3 separate regions of the Mus musculus genome follow, and all the other regions are linked to region 3. A link is a contact called in public Hi-C and HiChIP or PLAC-seq data. All regions are on one chromosome and are shown on one strand. Each heading gives the region's core, a stretch centred on a gene start, on an enhancer-like site or on the middle of the called end of the contact. The rest is flanking DNA. Distances are from core to core; before and after follow the strand shown.

The links. A called contact is a pair of places that touch in the nucleus more often than the background predicts. HiChIP or PLAC-seq counts read pairs in DNA pulled down with a chosen protein or histone mark.
Region 1: an H3K27ac HiChIP or PLAC-seq map of embryonic stem cells shows a contact between it and region 3, with 3 times the contacts expected there. The contact joins the enhancer-like site here to the promoter of Wscd1 in region 3. A contact is called at or near these places in 3 of 39 promoter capture datasets (cranial neural crest, embryonic stem cells and hippocampal neurons), 1 of 484 Hi-C or Micro-C datasets (cerebral cortex), 5 of 115 datasets of contacts at active chromatin or transcription factors (embryonic basal ganglia, embryonic forebrain, embryonic hindbrain and 2 more) and 2 of 9 other capture datasets (adipose tissue and pancreatic islet).
Region 2: a contact with region 3 is called in a Hi-C map of myocytes, with 2.1 times the contacts expected there. The contact joins the enhancer-like site here to the promoter of Wscd1 in region 3. A contact is called at or near these places in 4 of 39 promoter capture datasets (embryonic stem cells, neural stem cells, second pharyngeal arch cranial neural crest and 1 more), 2 of 484 Hi-C or Micro-C datasets (cerebellar granule neurons and myocytes), 6 of 115 datasets of contacts at active chromatin or transcription factors (SST interneurons, embryonic basal ganglia, embryonic forebrain and 3 more) and 2 of 9 other capture datasets (adipose tissue and embryonic stem cells).

The regions. Positions count from the first base shown.
Region 1 is chr11:71,496,659-71,499,358 of GRCm38.p6, forward strand. No RefSeq gene overlaps it. Among named protein-coding and RNA genes, the nearest start is that of 9230020A06Rik, 19 kb to the right of the region's middle. Within about 2 kb of position 1,428, at least 17 of the 459 cell types and tissues checked have an H3K27ac peak or open chromatin away from gene starts, as enhancers often do.
Region 2 is chr11:71,975,241-71,977,940 of GRCm38.p6, forward strand. No RefSeq gene overlaps it. Among named protein-coding and RNA genes, the nearest start is that of Gm46262, 6.1 kb to the left of the region's middle. Within about 2 kb of position 1,296, at least 12 of the 459 cell types and tissues checked have an H3K27ac peak or open chromatin away from gene starts, as enhancers often do. A contact at or near this core is called in SST interneurons and myocytes, where this site is marked.
Region 3 is chr11:71,749,762-71,752,461 of GRCm38.p6, forward strand. Wscd1 (WSC domain containing 1) reads left to right here and starts at 1,254. Exons shown (of 9, transcript NM_001357965.1): 1 at 1,254-1,468.

The sequences.
Region 1 (2,700 bases), core at 178-2,677, 250 kb before region 3:
CACTCCCAAAAATGTGAAAGCAGGGCTTTTGGAAGACATAGAAACCTTGCCTTTCTCAAGCTTTTCACGGGGCTTTTCTAGTCCAAGGTGTTTCTTCAGTGTCCAGGTCTGTCCTCCAAATACGCCTACCAGTTACCTACTCACTCCTCTGACACCCCTTAAAGTGCTCCTGTGTGACCTTAGTCCCCAGCTCTCACTGCCACTGCTGAGATCTCCAGTCTTTTCTCTTTGTGGCCTCTGGTGACCTGAAACCTCAAAGTGTGAGATCACTCCTCTGGATGAGCATCTGAAGATCCCTCAGGACCCCTATGGCAAAGCCAGAGGTCCCCACGGGCTCAGCAAATTCAGTCTCCCACCATGCCCCATCCTGTGCCTTCTTTAATCCTAATTTTACTGGAGCAAAATCATAGCACATAAAACTATCCTTTATGCATTTTAAAGCACATGATTTGGAGGCATTTTGTACTTGGCCAGTGTGGGCAGCCATTGCCCCTCACCTCTGTTTATTCCCAAGGCATTTTCATTATTCCCCAAAGGAATCCCACCTTTCTCTGTTACTCCCTCCCTAATCTTTCTGTCCTTATGGACTCGTGAGTTCTGGGCATTTCATATGGATGGGATCCCATGATGTGGCTTTTGTGATTGGTTCCTTTCACTGACCATGATGTTCCTCCATGCTGGTTTTAAAATAAATGCATACTTAATTCACTCATTCTATGGTCAAATAATATTTCATTGCATATGCATATCAATTTTGATCATCCATTCATCAGTTCTTGGGCACTTGGGTGTGCCCATCCTTGGCTATTATGGACAGTGCTTATGATGATTGCTCTTTCAAGTCTCATCTTTGGTGCAAACCAAAGAGAACTGCTAGATCATACAGTGAATGAGGCTAACCCTCTGAGGACCCGACTGGAGCCTAGTTTCTTGATCCTCTGCCTTCGGGTCCTTTCTTCTCTCATGCAATCTGTGCTGTTCCATACATGCTTGTCCTTCTGCTTTCCTCTAACCGATTTCATCCACTCTTCCGACAGATGTCACCCCTCTTCTCTGTGGCCGCTGATGCTGCAGCTCTGCTAAAGTATTGTAGCTCCTTATCTGCTTGATGTCCTGGCTAGTTGAAACTGGTCATTGTTTGAGCATGGGGACTGAGTCTGGCTTGTGTCTGCCTCCCTCATACCTAGCTTAGTGTTTCCAGTTGTTTCCATGAAAAATGAATGAATGGAGGGCCTGTGTGTAGGGCATGAGATTCACGTCTCCCACTTTCTGCATGCACGTTTCAGAGGCCTGTGGCTGAGCTGCTGTGGGTGTGGTGTGTTACCTCATAAACTGCTGTGGCTCCCAAACAGCCAAAGCATTTGCTTTCCTTCCTTTCAGTGTGCACTGGCTGTTGTCAGCTCCAGGCTACCATTGTCACGCTTCATTAGGACTGCTTTGTTGCTATGAGCAGTGGTAGTCACCGTTGCTAGGCTGGCTTTTGTTTCATATATATATATCGGCATTTCCCCCCTGGCAAATAATCAGTGTCCAATTAATTCTGAATTTCTCATTGTTTGCTCCAGCTGTCAGGCTCCTTGCAGGAGCAAGGAAGGACTGTTCAGTGTTTTCCTTATAACTAAGTGAACCATGAGAGTCGAGAGTCAGCGGGTCACTTCTGACTCTCAGGAGTGAGAATGGGAGAAGCAGGATAGAGATGGAGATGGAAAGAGACTCAAAGATGGGAGGAAAGGGAAGAGGAAGACAGAAACAAACATTGAAAGATAAGAAGAATTAGACATACAGAGTCACAAGCCATAGATGGACATGCACAATGCACAAATATGCATTCTTACACACACTCCAACACCTCCACACACAGGCAAATACCCATACCCACACTCAAACACCCCTCACAACACAATGTACCCCCCCTGCATTCAACCCACCACAACATCCTCAAGCCCGCTCAGAGCTCCCTCTCACAACACGGTCACACCTTCAGATCATGCACAAACTCTTCCTCATACACTCAAACAACCCCCAAGCAACCTTACTCCCTTCCCTGTACTAAAAACAGAGGTTTCTAGAGACACAAAAGGGAGGGGACATGACCATGACAGAGACAGAGATGCACAAAGAGAAGGTGACTAACACTGAATGGCTGAAGGATGCCCAAGTGAGTCTTTGTAGCTGTGATGTGTGTATGTGGAGATTCTGTGCAGCACAAAGGAACCACACTCCTGAGACCCACACCTGAGGCTATAGCAGGAACACTGTGGTCTTAATTCCTTCACCGTTCACAGCCCCTTTATACCACAGCAGCCAAAAGTGCTCTTGGGGAGCACTGAGGAGAGGAAACTGAGGTTCAGCACACAGCTGCACAAACAGGATCATGTTTTAAACTCATGTTCTGAGCCCCACCTCCACCCCACCCAACCCCTACTCCATCCCACCAGACCCCCGAACCTGCCCCATTCACATGTTCCCCAGAGGACCTGCTCCTCAGTGCCAGTCCCATCCCCTCTGCCAGCTCCATCAGGTCGAAGTGATGGTTCAGCAAGCCCCTGGAATTCTTCTTCATGCAAATGAAGCATTCAAAACACCTCAGCACCAGCCAATATACACTCATCCTGAGAAACCTCTACCCACTACCTAAGGTTTATAGAGTCCTTGTTACCCCAATTAAGGAGATCTGTTTCACTGAAACCCATAGGTGAA
Region 2 (2,700 bases), core at 46-2,545, 230 kb after region 3:
GTTGGGTGAAGCCTGCTTGTCTTTAGCACTGAGAAGATATGTCTCATTCTCCAGGCAGCCTTCTCTGATCCCTGCCAAGACTGGGATGGGTGCCACTCCTCTGCTCCCCAGTAGCACCCTGCAGGGACCCAGGGTCCTTTTGGTGAGTGCTTATCTCCCCCACTAGACTGCTGTAGGAGGCGTGGCTCAATGGTTAGGGAAGTAGTTGAGGGAGTGGTTAGGAGAAGGTTAGGGGAGTGATTAGGGGAGTGGATAGAAGAGGGTTAGGGGCAGATCCCCCAGGCACTAGAATCCCAGGCGTTTGCACAGTGTCCAGTACATATTCAGATATTCTAAGCCCTTCCAAGTGAGTGGAGAAAAGAAGACAAATAGAGCAGATCCATCACTGCAGAGAATAGATCTTAAGGACAATGACCTTGTGTGTCAGTGCCAGTCACCCCCTCCCTGCACATTTCTTCCACCCACCCCACCCCCATATGCTGAGCACTTCACTTTCTGCTGTGGGCTGTGACTGTTTTTTAGATTTATTACAGTTTTATTTTCAATTATATATACGTGCAGTGAGGGCAGGGATTGTGTCCATGAGTGCAGTACAGGTTGGGGCCACCATATCCTCTGCAGCTGGAGTTTCATAAGCAGCTGTCAACCACTCAACCTTGGAGCTGGGACTCAAACTCTGGTCGTCTTAACCATTGAACCCCACTCCAACCTTGGCTTTTGACTTTTCACACCCTTTAACAGAGAGGGCTTCAAACAAAGGCCTTAAGGCTGACCTTGGTCCTAATGTCCTAGCTGTTAGACCTTGGGTCAAACTCAGATCTGTCTGATCCAAGATCCAGAGCAAACCCCTAAGTGCCCACTTCCACCGAAGGTGTGCCTGGCCTCATGCAGAAAGAGCACCAGGGGACCAAACCCACTGTCACTGTGATTGTAAAGGTCGCTCTTCGTGGGCCTATCTCAACCCTGGCTATTCGTACCCACTGCTTCTCACCAGAATGGGTCCTGCACAGCACCGTCAGAGCCCAGGTTAAGAACCTGACTTCCAAGGCAGACACATAGGAGCTACCAGAATAAGAACACCCAGATACTTCACTGCCTTCCCTGTTTTGTGCACCACAAACTGCCTCCTGCTATTGGTATTGGGACACACGAACCCCAAAGACCACACCTCAAGGCAGTGAGACCCACTCTGCCCTTGGGGCAGAAGAAGGCCAGCAGGGGTGGGGAGGTCTCCTGTTCAGCCTTCTCTTCCCTGTTTGCTGTGGCAGGCAGCCCTGCCTCCTACTTTCTAACTGTGACAGTAGGGGGAAAAAAACTCTTCAATTCAAACTGTAAATGCTGGTTTCTCTCTGCCGCTAACATTCCACCCGAAAATGAGCCATAATTTGAAATGCGCAGTAAAATGTAATCTTGGCTTTTTAGCACCCAGACTCCTTCATTTTCAAAGAAAGCCAATGGCTTGGAGATTGGATTTTGTTTTTGCCAATTATACATTTTTTTTTTGCCTCGAAAGCTGCCTGCAATACAAAAAAAAAAAAAAAAAAAAAAGAAGTGAGGTCGCCCATGCTTTGAAGATGAATCATGTTCAAAGCTGGCGTTAGAACCCCCCGGTGTTCATAACCCTGGTCTTGAGACAAATGCACTAGTCATTACTGAGAGCGCAAACGACAGGCTGGAGTTATGACTAGCGTTTGCTCACCACAGTGAAGAATGCCCTCTATTAATGACAACAGCTGTCGGTTTAATAACCCCAGAAAAGATCATTACATTCTTTCACATTCCCCAGAAACAGATGGAGGAATTGCAAGAAGGTCCAAGCATATGGGAAAGCATGTTGGTTCCAGCAGCTCCAGAGAACAGCCAGAAATCCCATTTTCAGTGGGTCACTCTGGCCACATTACCTGTGGGTGCCCAACAGAGAACAGGTGTCCTCCTGGGCTTGTGAGGAGCGTGGAACATGGTAGGGGTGGTGGAGAGAGAGACACGTGAGCCCTCAGTGTGCCAAGCTGTTAAGTAGCCGCATGGCTTGTCAGGTTCTAGTGAAGGCTTAGGACAGCTGTGGTCACTTTGCCTCAATGACTTCTGGTGGCACTGTCTGCTAACAGAATGTCAGCACAGACACTTCCCTGAGCGCAGTCTCGCCACACAAGCACTTCAGAATGTGTGGGTGTGCCTGGGATGGCCACGGCCTGCGCCATGCCTGTGCCTTAGGCAAATCCTTGCATCACTTACTCCCCTGAAGTGATCGCTCACAACCAAAGCCTATCTTTGCTCTCATTCAGTTGGGAGTACTTGTCCACTACTAGTACTTGTCCGGTACAAAAGAGCATCTCTGTACCTCCAAGCAATTGTCCTGATGATTCAGATATGGCCATCCACAAAGAGAGACGGGGCTGTAACTAAGGAGTAAATCCAGAATTAGAAAAATCTTTTCAAATTGATAAATAAATAAATGTAAAAGGCCATAGGTTTACTGGTGACTTCTTTCAGATTTTCCCAGGATAATAGCTCATATTGCTGTGAAAACTGTCCCCATGCATAGACAAGCACAGAAATCTAAGCTACATATTGTTTGGATACAATAAAACCATGAGTTTAGAAAACTAAAGGCCAAGTTCACTTAAGAAGAAATCCCAAGTACTTAACGGCAAGACAAATTTTAAATTACATTGATGGATAAATAAGCATTGCTTTAAGTTT
Region 3 (2,700 bases), core at 4-2,503:
AGGGTGCCTTTCGACTGCACCGCCAGAAGCTTTCTACGGGTCCCCTTCCAAGCCCCACTGCTGCCCTGCACCTGTTGAAAGCCCACTTCTCTGAGTGGCTGAGCAGCTCTGCCCCTAGCGGAAGTTGGAAGTAAAAAACTTCCATTCAGGAAGTCCGTTAGAGCCACTGCCACCTGCTCCTGATGCCTCCTCTCATCCTGTCCCCAGCATCCAGCAGCCTCCAAGAACATCTTGGCTGTCAGTCTTGGGTGAGAACTATACCCACTGTTGTTTAAGGAAGAGCAGGGTAGATGCTGTGACTTGGGGGCTTCGAAAGGGGGAGCAGAGCTTCCCAGTGGGGTAAGTCTTTATTTAAAAGGAGGGCTGTATATAGACCTATGTGCCCCCCCTCTCTGTGGTGTGTGTGTGTGTGTGTGTGTGTGTGTGTGTGTGTGTGTGTGTACCAGTGAGGCAATGTCCCTTTACACTCTATATCAAGAAGGTCTGTCTCCCTGTGTCAATGTGGGCAGAGTGATAAGCTGCTGGCAGAACCCCAGGTGTGTAAGGAGATGGTGTGAGTATCTTTGCCATTTTGTAATTCTGTGGTACTGTCTCAAATTGTGTGTGTGTTTCTAGCAAGTGCTTGTTTCTGAGTGGCTGTGTGTCAAGGAGAGTTAGGTGAATGTGCCTAGCTCCCCCAGTATGGGACAGTAATCCAGTGTGTGCCTGGGTATTTACATTAGAGTGGTACAAATTTGTGTGGCTCTGTATGTGTGTGCAACTGTCCGTGTCCTAGCTTGCTTCTGAGTGAGTGGAGCAGAGTACAGAGTGTGTGAGTGTGGGTGTCTGGTGATTCAGTGTGTATTTGTATCAGCCACTGTGCGTCTGCCACCACGTCTGCATCTGAGTGTGGCGGCGTACTGCTGCGAGTGGCGATGCCCAGTGTATTCCTGTGTGCGTCTGGTGTGAGCACCATGGTGCGTGCTAGAGCCGGCTAGGCTGCAGTGGTAGGCTGTGGCTGGGCGGGTGCAACAGAGTGGTCAACGTCTTGTCTTGGCGGTGGCGAGTAGTGCGTGTCACCCGCGGTATGTGCGTTGTCTCGCAAGCCCGGACAGATCACCCACATACCTCCCGCCACGAAGCCAAGCTGCGACCCTTCCTGGGAGCCTAGAAGAGGGGGGTGCGCGGAAGCCTCTAGGACCCGGCGGAGGCCGGCCGCTGTCCCCGGGCCGCGCGAGTGAGCATGTGCAGACCGGGCGCCCGCTCGCCCGCTCTGCGCCCGCCACTCGCTGTACTCCGCGCCCGCGGCTCAGCTGGGCGCCCGCCCGCTCCGCCACTGCTCAGCGCGGAAGTCCGCAGCCTCGGGGAGCTGCGCGACGCGGGCCTGGGAGCGCGGGTGCGCTTGCTACAGGCGTCTGAGCTTTGGGCACTGCGGGCTGCGGGCTTGGCGCCCCGGAAGGCGGGTGCCCCAATCGGCTGTGATCGCTGGGTGAGTCCTGTCTTCGAGGTCTCCCAGCCAGGACCCTAGCACGGGCTGCGAGCCGGATCTACCCCCGCCCCGGGCAAACAAGTTTGTGTAGATGCGACTGGGAGCGCGCGGGGTTGCACCTGCTGGGGGCGCGGGGTTGCACCTGCTGGGGCGCAGGGCGCGCTGGCGAGGCGCCTTCCCGGGGCCGGCGCGCCAGGACCGTGGCGGATGTGTGGGTAGCATCTCACCACGTCTGGTCTTGGCTGGATGTGCACAGGCAGTTGCACCAGCCGCTTCTCCGCCGGAATCCCGGGGACGTCCGGTCTGACTCCCCGGTCGGGCTGAGGGCAGGTTTTGGGGTGCGCACAGCCTCCCTCCTAGGTGGAGACGTTCGTCAGAAGCTGCTCCCCCCTCTCTCGTTCCATTCCCAAGCTAGGCTTCCGGTCAGCGAAGGGTTTTCTCCGGTCTCTTGATGAACTTGAACACAGGCAGAGGCAAAACAGAAACGTATGTATTTTGTTGGAAGAAATTACCCGGTGTCGCGCTTTGCATCTTTCTAAGGTGTGGATGGAGACTCGTGGCTGGATGCTCTGTGTGCTGTTTTTCTTTGCTAGTCAGAAGCATCCCTGGCTGGGTCAGCTGCTTCAGGGTAACCTATCTAACTGCTTTTCTGGGTGTCTGTGCTCCGCTGATGGTCTTAGTCCTACCAGCTAGTCCACGGGGAGTCCGAATGGGAATAGGACCTCTGCCCCATCTGCTTGCTGACAGATTGGCAGTTTCCAGCACCCACAGCCCTACCTTGGGACCCGGCCCTCACTCTCCGTCGTAGGCTGTAGGCTACTTTTCAGACAAAATGAACAAACTCGGTACTCCCCTGTACTTTTGTCACCTCTTCTCTCCTGTTGCGAGAACAGTATTCTTATATCTACGGACCAGCTTTGGTAGGAACCCATACGTGGGGTTCAGGAACTCAACATCAGATACGGGAAGTGAGGGCTGTAAGGATTGTAAGAATAAGAGGAGCTTTATGCTGGGCTGGGTGGCTCTTTCTGTAGACAGTATCCTCACTTGGTGGCTATCTAACTGAATGACTACACGTGCTGGCCAGAGAGCTAGGGAGAGCTTTCTTTGTGTAGGTTTGGTTTCTTCCAAGCATGACCTCCTACCACACATATATTCTTAACTGAAATCCCTCAAGAAGATGCCTGTGGGGAGGGGCTGCTAAGCCCCCAGGTTCAGGGAAGAGCCAGGCA